Regions from separate parts of the Mus musculus genome. Here region 2 is linked to region 1. The links are chromatin contacts, called in public HiChIP or PLAC-seq maps. All regions are on one chromosome and are shown on one strand. The core of a region is the stretch at or near the end of the contact, and the rest is flanking DNA. Distances in the headings are between cores, read along the strand shown.

Region 1 (6,551 bases), core at 3,313-5,812:
ATCTGTGTGAATGCATGTGTATATAGTGCATATGGTGTGCATGTCTGTACATGTGTAGTACACTCTGCGTGTGTGTGTGTGTGTGTGTGTGTGTGTGTGTTTTGCTGGGGAGCTCACATACTTTCGTCATCGACATGGTCTTTAACATTGAGCTACACTCCCAAGCCTAGGTGGGACTTTTTGGTTTGGGGACTTGGCAGGGCGGTATTTGCTTTATTCTGGATTTGATTTTCTGAGACAAGGTCTCATGTGCTTTCAGTTTTTTGCAACCAGGTCTCATGTAGACTGGCTCTGTAGCCTTGAACTCTCTACCCTCTGGCCTCCACCTCAAGTGTTAGGATTACAGCTGTGACTACCACACCTGGTTCTTGTTTGCTTTTAAACATCCCACCGTGAAGCCTTGAAGAATAAGCTCTATTTTCTCTCAGCACTACTTCTTAACTAATGTATCACTTCCCTGACATTTCTCATAACAGTTACAGCAGAGAAAACGGCTCTGCTGTTTTCCCAGTTGGCCTGTCCTACTCCTGGACAGACTCAGACGCTTCCCCTCCCCCACCACACCCCACAGTCCGGGAAGCTGACTTCTGTCACTGTGGACTGAGCACTGCAGCGGGCCTTCTTCCTACTGCACAGGCAGATCCATCAGCACTGGGATCAATCCTTTGACTTTGGTGCAGTAGTGAAACCCAGAAGCTTCAGGTCAGAGGCCTCCTACCCCAGGCTCTGACATACGCAATCTTCCCCCAATTCCAGAGTTTTCGAACCATAAAATGGGACAAATAAAGAGCACAGACAGGGAGTCCACGTGACTTCCAAGATGGCACCCTGCATGAGCTGCACCTGATTTTAATTTTCGTGCCTCTCCTCCCGTTTGTTTCCTTTTCACTTTTTGGGATAGAGTCTTAGTCTTGCTCAGCCAAGCCTCTTACCTTGGCTGGGGTTACAGTTGTTCACACCACAACATCCATCATTTCTTTCTATACTCCCTTCGTAGTAGAGTGCCTAATGACAGTGACACATAAATCCACAGCAGCCAGGCTCTTTGCTGCCTCAAGGGCTCGGCACATGCTGGGCCTCTGCATGATCCCCTTCCAAGCCGGTCTCCACTCCGCAATCTCTCATCCCACCCGTGGGTTACCTTCCTCCCCCTTTCAAGTACCACTATCACCTTCCAGGACCCATTGGCTAGTCCGACTCAGCTCCCATCATTCACTTCCTTCTACATGACAGTACATGACAGTAAGGGGAACCTACTGCACACCAGGCACTCTTCTAGATCCTAAGCACACAGTAGTGAGGCAGGTTTCCATGGCTCATGCCTGTCGTTAGCACTTGGGAGGTAAAAGTAAGAAGATGGGTTCAAGATTGTCCACAATTCCATAGCAAACTCAAGGTCAGCCTGGGCTACCTGACTCTGTCTCCAAAAAAGAAAGAAGATACAGAAGTGGGTAAGATGGCTCAGAGAGAGTTGGGGGGGGGGGGGGTGAGGGCAATGTGTTAGTACGAGACAACAAATTATAAATTAGTGAGGGATGCATTATACATTAGGCAGCCATAGGTGCAATGGAGACAAAACTTATGAAGGAAGAATGGGAGTTGCTAGGGTGTGATTTTTTAAACCTGGGAGTCACTGAGACAATCGCATTGAGCTATGGATGGAGGCTACAATGAGGATAGCAGTGAAGGGACCACATCTCAGGCAGAGCAAAGACCCTTAGCAGCAAGAAAGCTGCTGTACCTAAGACACTTGGGCAAGGCGAGGAGAGAGCAGATGTGACATGGGATGGGTAAAAGGATGAAGGACCAGAAACCGGAAGGGGTGTGGCTCCAGGAGCCCCCCGCAGGTCTGTGCCCACCAGAGGGACCCAGAAGGGCAGTTAGAGGGTTCAGAACAGGAGTATGAGGTTATGTACTTTACGCTTCAAACACCATGATTAAACTGGACACAGTGGAGCACACTGGGAGATCCCAAACAAGTTCAAAGCCAGCCTGCGGCCACTTGACAAATCCTGGTCTCAAAATGAAATAGAAAGGGGCTGGGGTATATCTCACTGGGAGAACGTAAATGAAGTCACGAGTTTAATCCTTAGTAGATAAGCAAATAAAGTACAAAGCGAGCTGTTAGTTTGATAATGTATTTTATTTTCCACCTACTTTCTCCAGTATATAAAGGAAGTGACCCCAGCTGCCTTGTCCACTCTAGAGTCCCCACACCTAGCACTCTATAGTCTCCCCAATGCCCTCACCTCTAGCACAATGCAACCTGCATACTCAATAAATACTTACGGATGAGCAAGATAACCACAGGCTATACGTACATTCACAATAAGCACCTCACGAATGACCACTTGTATTATTTGGGTCTCCCAGTGTCCAGCCCAGTGGTTGGCACATTGCAAGAGCCTATTGGCAGATATGAATGTTTGTGAAATTACTGGAAATCGCTACTTAGACACATGATGAGTCACAGCCAATAAATGATAAGTAGCTTTTCGTCCCTGGCAGTTGCTAGAATGGGACCTATTCTGCTTTGAATCCTCCAGTAAACTTTCACTGGTGCTACTGAGGGCACACAAGACTCAACCCCCTGTGACTCAGCCCTGTAAACACAGGCAGTATCCAGCAACACCATTAGCCCGAGTCCATTGAAACGCTAATAACATTTCTAAGTGGGTAAACTTACTCTTTTTTTTTAAAGAGAGAGACTCTTACTGTATCAGATAAGTTGATCCAAAGTGGTTTAATTTGGGATTTTTAAACATTCAAATAGAAGCTGTTAAATCATGAACTGGTGGCTGAAAGTTGTAATTCCAGCACCTGGGCTGGAATAAGGAGCTCAAAGCCAGGTTCAATTATGTAACAAATTCAAGGCTATCCTTGATTACCAGAGACCCTGTATCCAAACAAAACCAAATGGAAGAAGCTTTTTAACTCAACTAGGTAGGCAAAGACCAAAACCCTTCCAAGGTTTACTCATTTTTATCTTCGCCAGCGTCTTCACTAATAAAACTTTATGTGTATTACACCTGTTCCCACCACCCCGAGTGTGTGTGTGTGGGGGGGGGGGTGTTGCAGAGGAGGAGGCAGCTGACAGGCAGGACAGAGGCCACACAGTAGCCACCGCAGGGAAAGCCTTTGGAAGTCTTGAGAATTTTCCAGAAAGAAAACTGGAGCCCCAGTCATGCGTTGAAGCGTGTAAACACGTCAAAAATCCTAGGCCATAAAAACCGAATGCTCCTTCTCCCATGATGGCGTTTACTGGAACGGGAGCTGCGAGGAGGCCAGGTCTGCTTAACTGTGCCCCCACCCGAACATTCGAGCTCAGCCACAGAATTACCTCCAGCAAGAGCTTTGGGGGATGGAAACTTTTAGGGAAGCAGGTGGAGTTGCTTCAAATAAAACTTTTCAAACATTTGTTAAGTCCCACGGTTACTGAGAGCCTCCCCGGTTTGCCTCGAGCTACTACATGGTGCCTGTGCACAACCGCGCCTGCTGCCACTCCGTCCCGACGCTCCCTTCCACTAGGGGAGGGGAAAACAACTTTCGGAAATAAGGCGCGTCCACAAAGGCAAGTGTTACACTGGACTTCTCCACCTCCATCTCAGGCAGCGGCTCCTGTGGCCAGCAGCCCTGGATGCAATCCACGGGCCCCCTCCCACACTGGGCATCTTTTCAGACCTCAAGAGAGAGACCGTAAGGAGGACCAGGTGCTACCGTCAGACCCTAAAGGCAATTGTACAGACAACAAAGACCGCAAGCGATCAAAATGGAATTATAATCCCCGCGGTCCCAGCGCCCCCTCTCCGCCCGCCGAGACTCAGGGCCGCCGCGCCCGCCTCTTCTCTTCCAACGCAAGGGTCCCGCGTCCTGTCCACAGTGTGCGCCCCGGCTGCAGGTTCTCCGGTCCCCGGGGCTAGCCTCCCGCCGCCCGTGGTTTTGCAATCTCTGCGCCGCGGCTTCAGTGTTCTAACACCCGGTTCGAAATCTTTCCCGCCCAGGCGTGACGCGAGGAATGCAAACAATCAGCCGAGCGCGCCCGCCTGGACCGGGATAGGGGGACAGTGGGGAGTCCCGGGGCCGAGCTGGGTGCACCCGCGGGCCGGGCCCGGAGGTGACACAAAGAAGCCCGGGACACCAACGCCAATCGCTGGCGCTCGCCGCGATCCCCAGGGTGCCCCGCCCGCCGCTAAGTTTACAGCGCCCCGCGCGCCCCGCTGTCCCCTCCCGGGTGAAGTTTCCCACGGCCCAGCTGGGAGCCGGGCATCCAGAGACTCCCGTGGGCCCCCCGGGCTCCCCGCTGGGCTCTGGGGACTCCGCAGGGCTCGTGCCCGCCTCTTCCCCGCCCTCCCGCTCTCGCAGGGCGCTTTAGGGCGCGGAGCCCCCCGCGGCTGCGCTCACCGTTGTCTGCCCGGCCGGGAGGCGAGGGCCGGAGTTCGACCCGACCTACTCCGCGCCCCCCTCGCCTCGCTGCCTCGATGGCGCCCCTCGATCGCTCTCCCGCTCGCTCTTCCGTGCGGCCGAAGGCTTGCGGCGCAGCCGAGCGCGCTCCGCTCTGGACTGGAGGCTACAGACCACGCCCCGCGCCCTCCCGGCCCGCCCAGTCCCGCGCTCGCCGCCGCCCGGAGCAGCGCACTGGGGGCGGAGCCGCCTCCCTGCGGCCACCGCAACTTTCCCTCCGCCTTACAGACCCTTGCAGGTGGCGGGAGTGAGGAACTAACTCCGAACGCAGGTTCACGAGCCTCCGCCTCCGTGCCTACCCGCAGCTGGAGACAAAGGGGAGGCCGACTCTCCTAGAACACTTTTCAGGCGGGTTTCACTTCTTCACGGTGGGTGGATGCCTAGATCTACAAATCAGCGAGCCGACCGCGATCCGGTCCTTGAACCCAGGTGGAGCCTTAGAGAAACATGGACTTTTCATCGGCTTCTTAAGAGTGTCAGGAAGCCCAGACCTCGACCTCACCTACGGAGGTAAGATAAGGAGGTGCTTATTTAACAATGCAGATAAGTGACACCCCCCACCCTATTTCCCTGTCCCCCCCCCCCCCGCCCCGCGCGTGCCAGCCTGCAGGATGGGCTGAGGAGAGCCGCCTCAAACAACGACATTCAGGAGAAAGTGGGTCCCTGGGAATCTGTCCTGTAGGTGTCAGTTGGATTTTCCAGCAAATTACTCAATCCTGTGAACTCAGGATGACATCACCTGACTCCCACTCGCGTTTCGAGTCGCTGTTATAGTATTAAGACTCTTGAAGTCAGACACCAACGCATCACTTCACTGTTAAATCACAAAGAGGCAGTGGCCTGAGTTTCTATCGCAATCAAATTTAACTTCATGCAAGTCCCGCCTCATGCATATTGTGTAGCTGCAGAATCTTATCTGGATTGCTTAGTGCGCTACTGATGGCCCAAATTAAATGGTAAGGGTCGAAGATTAAAAGTTTGACGACAGTGGGTTCAGCTAATCCATGTTTCCGGGAAACGTAGGTTTTAATTCTATCCACACTCTCCTCTCTGCGAGTATTGAGGTGACACAAGTAAACTGTGAAAATACATGCTTTATTGTCTTTTTTCGCCGTACTATATCTGCATGGCATTTCTTGTATTCTAGGTTCACTCTGACCTTCCAAGTTCTTAGACTATTTGCTATGCATCCCGTAATGGCTTGGTGGGCGGAGCTCGAGGTGTGGTTCAGTGGGTAGCCTGCTTGCCTAGCTTTGATCCTCAGCACTTCATATAAACATGAAGTGATGGTGCCCACTTGTAATCCAACACTCAGGAGGTGGGGACAGGAGGATTGGGAAATCAAGGCTTGCCTCAGCCACATAGCAAGTCTGAGACCACGATGGGGTACAAAAGACTTTCTCAAAAAATATTTTTTCAAATATATATATTTCAAAATAAATATATAGAATTATATTATTTATCACATATTATATATGAATTATATGCTGTAGAATATATATATGTATTTATAGTTTGCAGCGTGATCTGCTTGTCAGAGTCCTAACAGTTGGAGCAGGAGCTGACTCTGACTCTTTTGCCTGCTTTTGGGACACTTTTTCTCCTACTGGGTTGTCTCATTCAGCCTTAATACAAGTGGAGGTGCCTAGTCTTATTGCAACTTGATATGCCATGTTTGGTTGGTATCCAAGGAAACCCTGACCTTTTTTAAGAGAAACACAGAGGAATAGTTACAGGCAGAGGGGAGATGGGGGAGGGACTGGGAGGAGAAGGGAGGAGGGGAGGGGAAATTGCAGTCAGGAATATATATATATATATATATATATATATATATATATATATATATATATTACATATACATATATACACATATATGCATATATGTGTCTCTCTATATATGGATACAACAATGTTCCATAAAACAAGAAGAGTCTTTCCTTTTTAATCACAGAGTCACTTTCTCTGAAATCACAGAGCCAGTGTCTAGAAGACTTCGGGGTTTGGCTTCAGGATTTATAGAACCACCTACAAAGCATAGCCTCTAATTGCTCTCTGGTCATTCTGTATTTGTTGCTTTCTTCACAGCAAAT
Region 2 (6,494 bases), core at 1,987-4,486, 190 kb before region 1:
AGAAATATCTCCTTTCCATAACTGGACTCCTACTCAGCTCCTCCCAACAAGACTCAGCCTCCTGGGCAAGTTTGCTGCAGGTCTTACTCTCCCTTCTACCCCACGTCAGTTGTATTTCTCACACTAAATCATGTCTCCAACTGTGAATGCTTTTCTTTTTTTTTTTTTAAAGATTTATTTATTTATTATATGTAAGTACACTGTAGCTGTCTTCAGACACACCAGAAGAGGGCATCAGGTCTCGTTACGGATGGTTGTGAGCCACCATGTGGTTGCTGGGATTTGAACTCCGGACCTTTGGAAGAGCAGTCCGGTACTCTTACCCACTGAGCCATCTCACCAGCCCTGTGAATGCTTTTCTTGAGCCTAAAAAAAAATCCCCTTAATTTTCTTTACTAAAGAGTAATATGTTCATGTCCCACACAGGGGATTTATAAAAGTTGTTTCAGAATTTAATCTGTTTTAGTAAATGTGATCTTGGATGATATTTCAAAAATAAGTCTGTTGGGTGTAAGAAAAAAAAATTGCTCAAGTCCACTAACTGCGGGAAGACAAGTTAAACCAAGGCTTTGGCTCAGTGATTTGAGTTCTTATCTAGCACGTGAGAGGTTAATCTGGGGCTAAATCCACAGTGCTGCAAAATGATGAATAAATGAATACATATGAATGAGAAAGTCTAACAGACATCACATCTCTCATAATGGCTTTTAGTCAAAGAGCTGGAAAATTCCTAGCGCTGGAAAGGATGTGGAGGAATAGACTCATGGGTACTGTTCGGGATTACAAATGGAGAACAGCACAGAGGCATCTCAAAAAACTAAACTATAACACCACATGCTTCCACAATTCCACCACAGGCCACATGTCCAAAGGTTAGCTTGTAGAAGAGTCGTCTGTATTCTAGTGCTCACCGCAGCATCATTCACAACAACAGGTCAAGGATTCAACCTTAGTGTCAGTCAGTAGATGAATGGCTAAAGAAAATGTGTATCTGCCAAGTGTAGTGGCACACGTGCCCTCAGTAGCACTTGCGAGGCAGAGGCAGGTGGGTCTCTGTGAGGTGGAAGCAAGCCTTGTTTACAGAGTGAGTTCCAGGCCAGGCAGGGCTGCATAGTGAGACCCTGTCTAAACAACAAAACAAAACAAAATGTGGTGGATATACCCAATGCAATACCATTTCACCATTTAAACAAACAAACAAACAAACAAACAAACAAAAACAAACCCCTGGGGATTCTGTCATCTGTAGTAACACAGAGGAACCAGAGAACATTAGCTTAAGTGAGATAACTAAGCCAGGCACAGGACCACAATCACGCCATGGCATCACTTAAATGTCAAATGTAACAAAGTTGAAGTTGTCAAGACATAGCATAAAACAGGGTACAGTGGATAGATAGAGGACGATTAGAGAGACTTTGATCAAGGATGCAAATTTTCAGTTAGGCAGGAGGATAACAACCAAGAAATGCATTAGATGACATATACACTTGAAAATTGCTTAGACAGAGGCTAGATGTTCTTATCACACAAAAATAAGAGTTTGTACAGAAATATATGTTAATTTGAAGCATTAGGTACTCCACTGTGTGTCTCAGGAGCATGTGAATGTCTGAAACGGTAGTGTGTGTGTGTGTGTGTGTGTGTGTGTGTGTGTTTTCTTTGCTTGGGCCCTGGGTCCTCAGACTGTGAATTGAGGTTGTCTGGTGGTCAGAGCGCAAAGCAAACTGTCACCCTCACCCTGCAACTCCATGCTCTAGTGACACTCAATAGAACAAAGTGTCTGCTCTGTGTGACAACGGAGCCATGGAAGAATCTACAAAATGAGCAAAAAAACCACCTGAGTCACATAAGCCACAGGCTGCTGCCAGCTTCATCTTTGAGTATAAGCCTTAGTGTTACAAGTATGAGATGGAAATTGATACCAAGAAGGTCAAGTTGCTTTCAACCAGTTACAATGAAGCACTAAGAATCAGCTACATTAGTGGCAGACACAACTCATGTCCTTGATAATATTACTCTAAAACAAAAACATGTCTCAAATATGCAAAATAATTAGCTAAAAAAACAAAACAAAACCAAAAACAACACACACACACACACACACACACACACACACACACACACACACCCCAAGCCAAATACTCTCAAAGTCCCAGAGGAGGAATTCAGAAGTCTGTGTCTGACAGGGGACTCCTTTGCACCAGCAAATGCCCCTCCTCCAGGGCAAAATGGACTTAGATGAACTTAACAATGTTAATAACTGAGTAAGTACTGCAGTCTTGATTTTAAAAAGTTTAAAAATTAACATTAACTTTAAAAGCCTTAGGTTTTCATATGTTTTCTCTGACATTCACTTAGAGATCTGGTCCTAGCCAGTTCAAACAGCAAAACTGTTTTCCTGGGAGCTGGAGAGATGGCTCAGCAGTTCAGGGTTTTTAATGTACTGCTCTTGCAGGGGCTGAGTTCGATTCCCAGCACCCATCCTGAGATCTGTAATCCAGTTCAAGAGGATAAGACACCCTGGCCTCTGAAGGGACCTAGCTTCATGTCCTGTGTATGTTTCCCGCCCCCATCCCTAGTCCAACACAGATAGTCCAAAAACAATAAAATAAATATTTTTTTTTTTAAAAGGAGAAAAAGTTTTGCCTTACTTCGCTCTTCACGGAGCTTTCTTCGGCCTCCTCCTTGACCACTGGCAGGAAAGACATGGAGTTTGTTCTGCTCAGCTGAAAGGCACAGCACGGGAGCATTTGCAGTCAGGATGTGGACCAGCATCACAACGTGGCCTGGTTGCATTTCTATGTAGCTAAATCTTCACGCATTGTCCAATCTGTCCACCAACGCCCAAAGTCTCTGGGGCCTCATGCCTTTCAGTCCTTCAGCTAAGTCCAGCCTGCAGAGTCTCATTTGCATGATCCTCGAGGCCCCACCCCCTTTCCTGTGGTGCCTCCTCATTTGCATGATCCTTACGGCCCCGCCCCCAAAGAGCTGGAGTGCAGTTCTCGGTTGTGGACTCACAGTGGTCTCAGGCAAGGGACCACTTTGAGTCTTCAGTAAGATGACTGTTCTAAGGCTGATACTTCAAAGGTTCCCTCCCATCTGCTCGGGGAATTTCATAAGTGTGTTTTAGGTAACTCAGGCATAAGAATTCTGGGTTGGGTTCAGGGCAGACACACCCGGAAGATTTGTGCTCAGTAGTAAACAACCTCAAGTGGAGTATTTCCATTTAAGAAAGAAAAAAAAAATTCCTTTGCTCTGGAAAGAGTTATCTCATAGGCTGTTTGCTCTCCCATGGAATGTGGGGCCAGAATTAAGTGAAAGCCACACCTACCTTCCTTTCTGAAGCATCCCTCTCGGCCACTGTACACTCGGAGGCGCCTGCAGAGGGCTTGTCTCCTACTTCTTGCTGTTCTTGTTTCAGGTGCTCATGAAGGTTCAGTACAGCAGTCTTCAAGTCCACTAGCAGATCCTCCTTCTTCTGGTTTAGATTCAGAATCTGCTTTTCCAACCTTTCCATCTCTCCCTGTTCAGAAAGAGTTGTGGGCATCATTTGAGAGAAATCAGAGTGGCTTCTGGATGCTCCCAGGAGCCAGCTTCCTTCAGTACAAGGGATGTCCTGGTCCAAGGCTACTGGACCCCGTAGCTACTTCACAGACCTTGTAAAGCCTAGCATCTGGGGGTTGAACAAAGCATGAGAACTTGTAACAAGGTCCACAGGCGACTGATGTGCAGCCAGGGTGGGGAGCCAGGGCCGTAGTAGCTAACCACAGGACTCACAGAACCAGATCCCCCGGGCCAAGAACCACCAGGCTGTACTTTGATGAACACATACTTCCCACTTTACGCACAGAATATTACAGGTACCTGTTCCCATGTTTCCCCAGGAGATTATTAAGATTAATATTATTATATGCAAGTAAGTTTTCCTAGATATGGAAAAGCCCACTGTCTGCCCATTCGGGTGATAGAATTATAGAACCTTAGGTTTTATAGGAATTGTGGGTGACAGTTACCCTGACTCTCCAGTACCCTTTGTCTGAGCACCTCTTCAGAAAGCCAGCATTCATTCCAAATATCCCCCTAGCTGGGGTGTAGCTTCAGCAGCAGACTGCTTGCTTGCTTGCTTAGTGTGCATGTGGCTCCTAATTTTGTCTTAAGTACAAACACTCATACAAGTGTGTTTCTAATGTATTCCTTAAAATCCCTCACTAGTCAATATTCTTTTTTTTTTTTTTTTTGGTTTTTTGAGACAGGGTTTCTCTGTGTAGTCCTGGCTGTCCTGGAACTCACTCTGTAGACCAGGCTGGCCTCGAACTCAGAAATCTGCCTGCCTCTGCCTCCCAAGTGCTGGGATTAAAGGCGTGCGCCACCACGCCTGGCTACTAGTCAATATTCTTAAATTCACTAAATTTTGTATGTATATATAAAAATGGATGCGTGTGCACATGAGTGTCATAGGTCAACCTCAGAACTATCCATCCTTAAAAACAAACACCCAGGGTCTTACTTGCCCTGACTGGCTTGGAACTTACTATGTAGATCAGGCTAGTCTCAGAATCAGAGATCTGGCTGTCTCTTCCTTCTGAGTGCCGGGATTAAAGACATGTGCTACCACACCTAGCCCATTATCTTATTTTTTTGAAACAGGTTCTTCCTTGCTAGAACCCAATAAGTGAATTATGCTTACTGACCACCAAGTCCAGCGCCCGCCTCTCTCACCCCAGGGCTGAGATTACAAGCACATGCCACAATACTGGTGTTTCTTTGTTTTGCTTTCATATGGGTTCTGGAAATTGAAATGAGATTCAACAAGCACAGACACCAACTGAGCTACCTCCTGAGTCCCCAAGTCACTAGATTTTATGCCCAAGAAAGTAACATGTCACTATGAACAAGAGAGAGTTCTGAAGACAAGAGAAAGAAGGCAATTTCTGCCAAGGTGCAGCTCGTGTGGCAGGGCCAACCTCGGGCTTCCCTAAGACTCCTGGGTTCTGACATTTATCGTTAAACTAATACCCGTATTCTGTCTGCTCGGAGAGTTCTCTACTAGCAGAGTTAACTCTGAGTTGACTGTTTCATGTTCCACTTTCAATAAACACTAAACTTCAATAGGAGAGTCATAGGCTCCCCAACAAAAGCAGTACCACAGCCATTAGGATAAATTCAGGAAAACAGCAACCAGTGATATGTAGGCTGGTAGGCACTGAGCTGCCATCTGCACTGTGGTACCCATAGCTCTCTGGGAGCCTTTAATGGGACCAGAGCTGAGGGACACTGTCTCTGAAGTTAATATCATTTCCATAATGCTACCAAAATGTTACTGGCTCTTTTTACTGTGTTGGTACTTAGACTGAGGGCACAAATGGATTGGTGGTAAACAGGCACCTTTTATGAAACAAGGTAGGGGACACCAATTATTTATGGTAGGAAAAACTTGCCAATCCCATTTAAGAATGTCCTTGATGAAGACAGGCTGGGGATAGTAGTAGAGTGCTTACCCAGCAAGCCCTGCGTTCAGTCCCCACATTGCATACCCCAAACACGTCTTTACTGCTCTGATGACAAAATGGAAGATGGACTGTAAAGCATTGCTGCATCCCAAGAACGACAACTAAAAAGTACTTCCGGGAATGTGCACGCTGCCAACCGGACTGCCCTTCCTTTTTCTTACAGAACATTATTTTTACAAAATTAAAACAGACAATGAGATATACTTACACACTTAAATGAGATTCTTCAAGATTTTTCTCAAGAAATGGTGTTGTATAAGGACTATGGAAACGCATGAAGTTTGGGAAGTAGTGCATGACTCAGACAATAGTCCTTAAATGACCCAGTATGACATGATAAGGTCGTGACTTATCATGAGATACAGCACAGACCTGGTTTATGGAGGGACCAAAACTAAGACTGAAGAATCAATGAGGCCTTAGATCCCACTCTCAGGTAGCCCTAACTTGCCATTTGTTGAGTCTTAGTGTAGGGTTGTTGTTGTTGTTGTTTAAATGCCCATGAAACTATGTAGCACATGCCTTTAATCCCAGCACTCAGGAAGGCAGATACAGAGGAAAGCAGAACTTTGTGAGTTTGAGGCCAGCCTGGTCTATACAGTGTGGTCTTGTCTGCCATCATCCCTTCTAAAAGGCTGATCAGCAATCAAGTATGAAGAGTCTCATTTCCACGTGGGTGGTTACGATAGCAGTCTCAGCCTTGTTTGTGATTGTAAATCACCGTGGTTGGAAGTCTCACTTTTCCACTTCACGGATATCACAGTTACATCAAATCCTCTGGTAGAGATAAGGAAGAAGTTTACTTTTTGGGGGGTCAGATCTATTTACCCCTTCTTTCTGACACACACCCAATGCCAGCCAGGTGGTCTATTAGGGCTCATAAGAGCCATTGAGGAAACAACAGTGTGTGCGTGTGTGTTGTGTAATGAGCCCCAAAGACTTGTCCTATGTATAATTTCCTTTATTTGTACTCACACAACA

Evidence for each region. HiChIP or PLAC-seq counts read pairs in DNA pulled down with a chosen protein or histone mark.
Region 2: a contact with region 1 is called in a FOXA1 HiChIP or PLAC-seq map of pancreatic cancer cells. The contact joins the enhancer-like site here to the promoter of Syne2 in region 1. A contact is called at or near these places in 1 of 39 promoter capture datasets (the 3T3-L1 cell line), 4 of 484 Hi-C or Micro-C datasets (the N1E-115 cell line, extraembryonic endoderm stem cells, nephron progenitors and 1 more), 8 of 115 datasets of contacts at active chromatin or transcription factors (acute myeloid leukemia, embryonic stem cells, pancreatic cancer cells and 1 more) and 3 of 9 other capture datasets (adipose tissue, embryonic stem cells and macrophages).

Annotation. Positions count from the first base shown.
Region 1 is chr12:75,816,329-75,822,879 of GRCm38.p6, reverse strand. Syne2 (spectrin repeat containing, nuclear envelope 2) reads right to left here and starts at 4,562. Exons shown (of 116, transcript NM_001005510.2): 1 at 4,402-4,562. Gm40447 (collagen alpha-1(II) chain-like) reads left to right here and starts at 3,252. Exons shown (of 7, transcript XM_011244246.1): 1 at 3,252-3,383; 2 at 3,529-4,971. The coding sequence starts at 3,252. The coding sequence ends at 4,797.
Region 2 is chr12:76,001,608-76,008,101 of GRCm38.p6, reverse strand. Syne2 (spectrin repeat containing, nuclear envelope 2) reads right to left here. Exons shown (of 116, transcript NM_001005510.2): 62 at 3,335-3,526; 63 at 2,655-2,729. Among named protein-coding and RNA genes, the nearest start is that of Mir5101, 96 kb to the right of the region's middle. Within about 2 kb of position 3,236, at least 68 of the 459 cell types and tissues checked have an H3K27ac peak or open chromatin away from gene starts, as enhancers often do. A contact at or near this core is called in adipose tissue, embryonic stem cells, extraembryonic endoderm stem cells and 1 more, where this site is marked.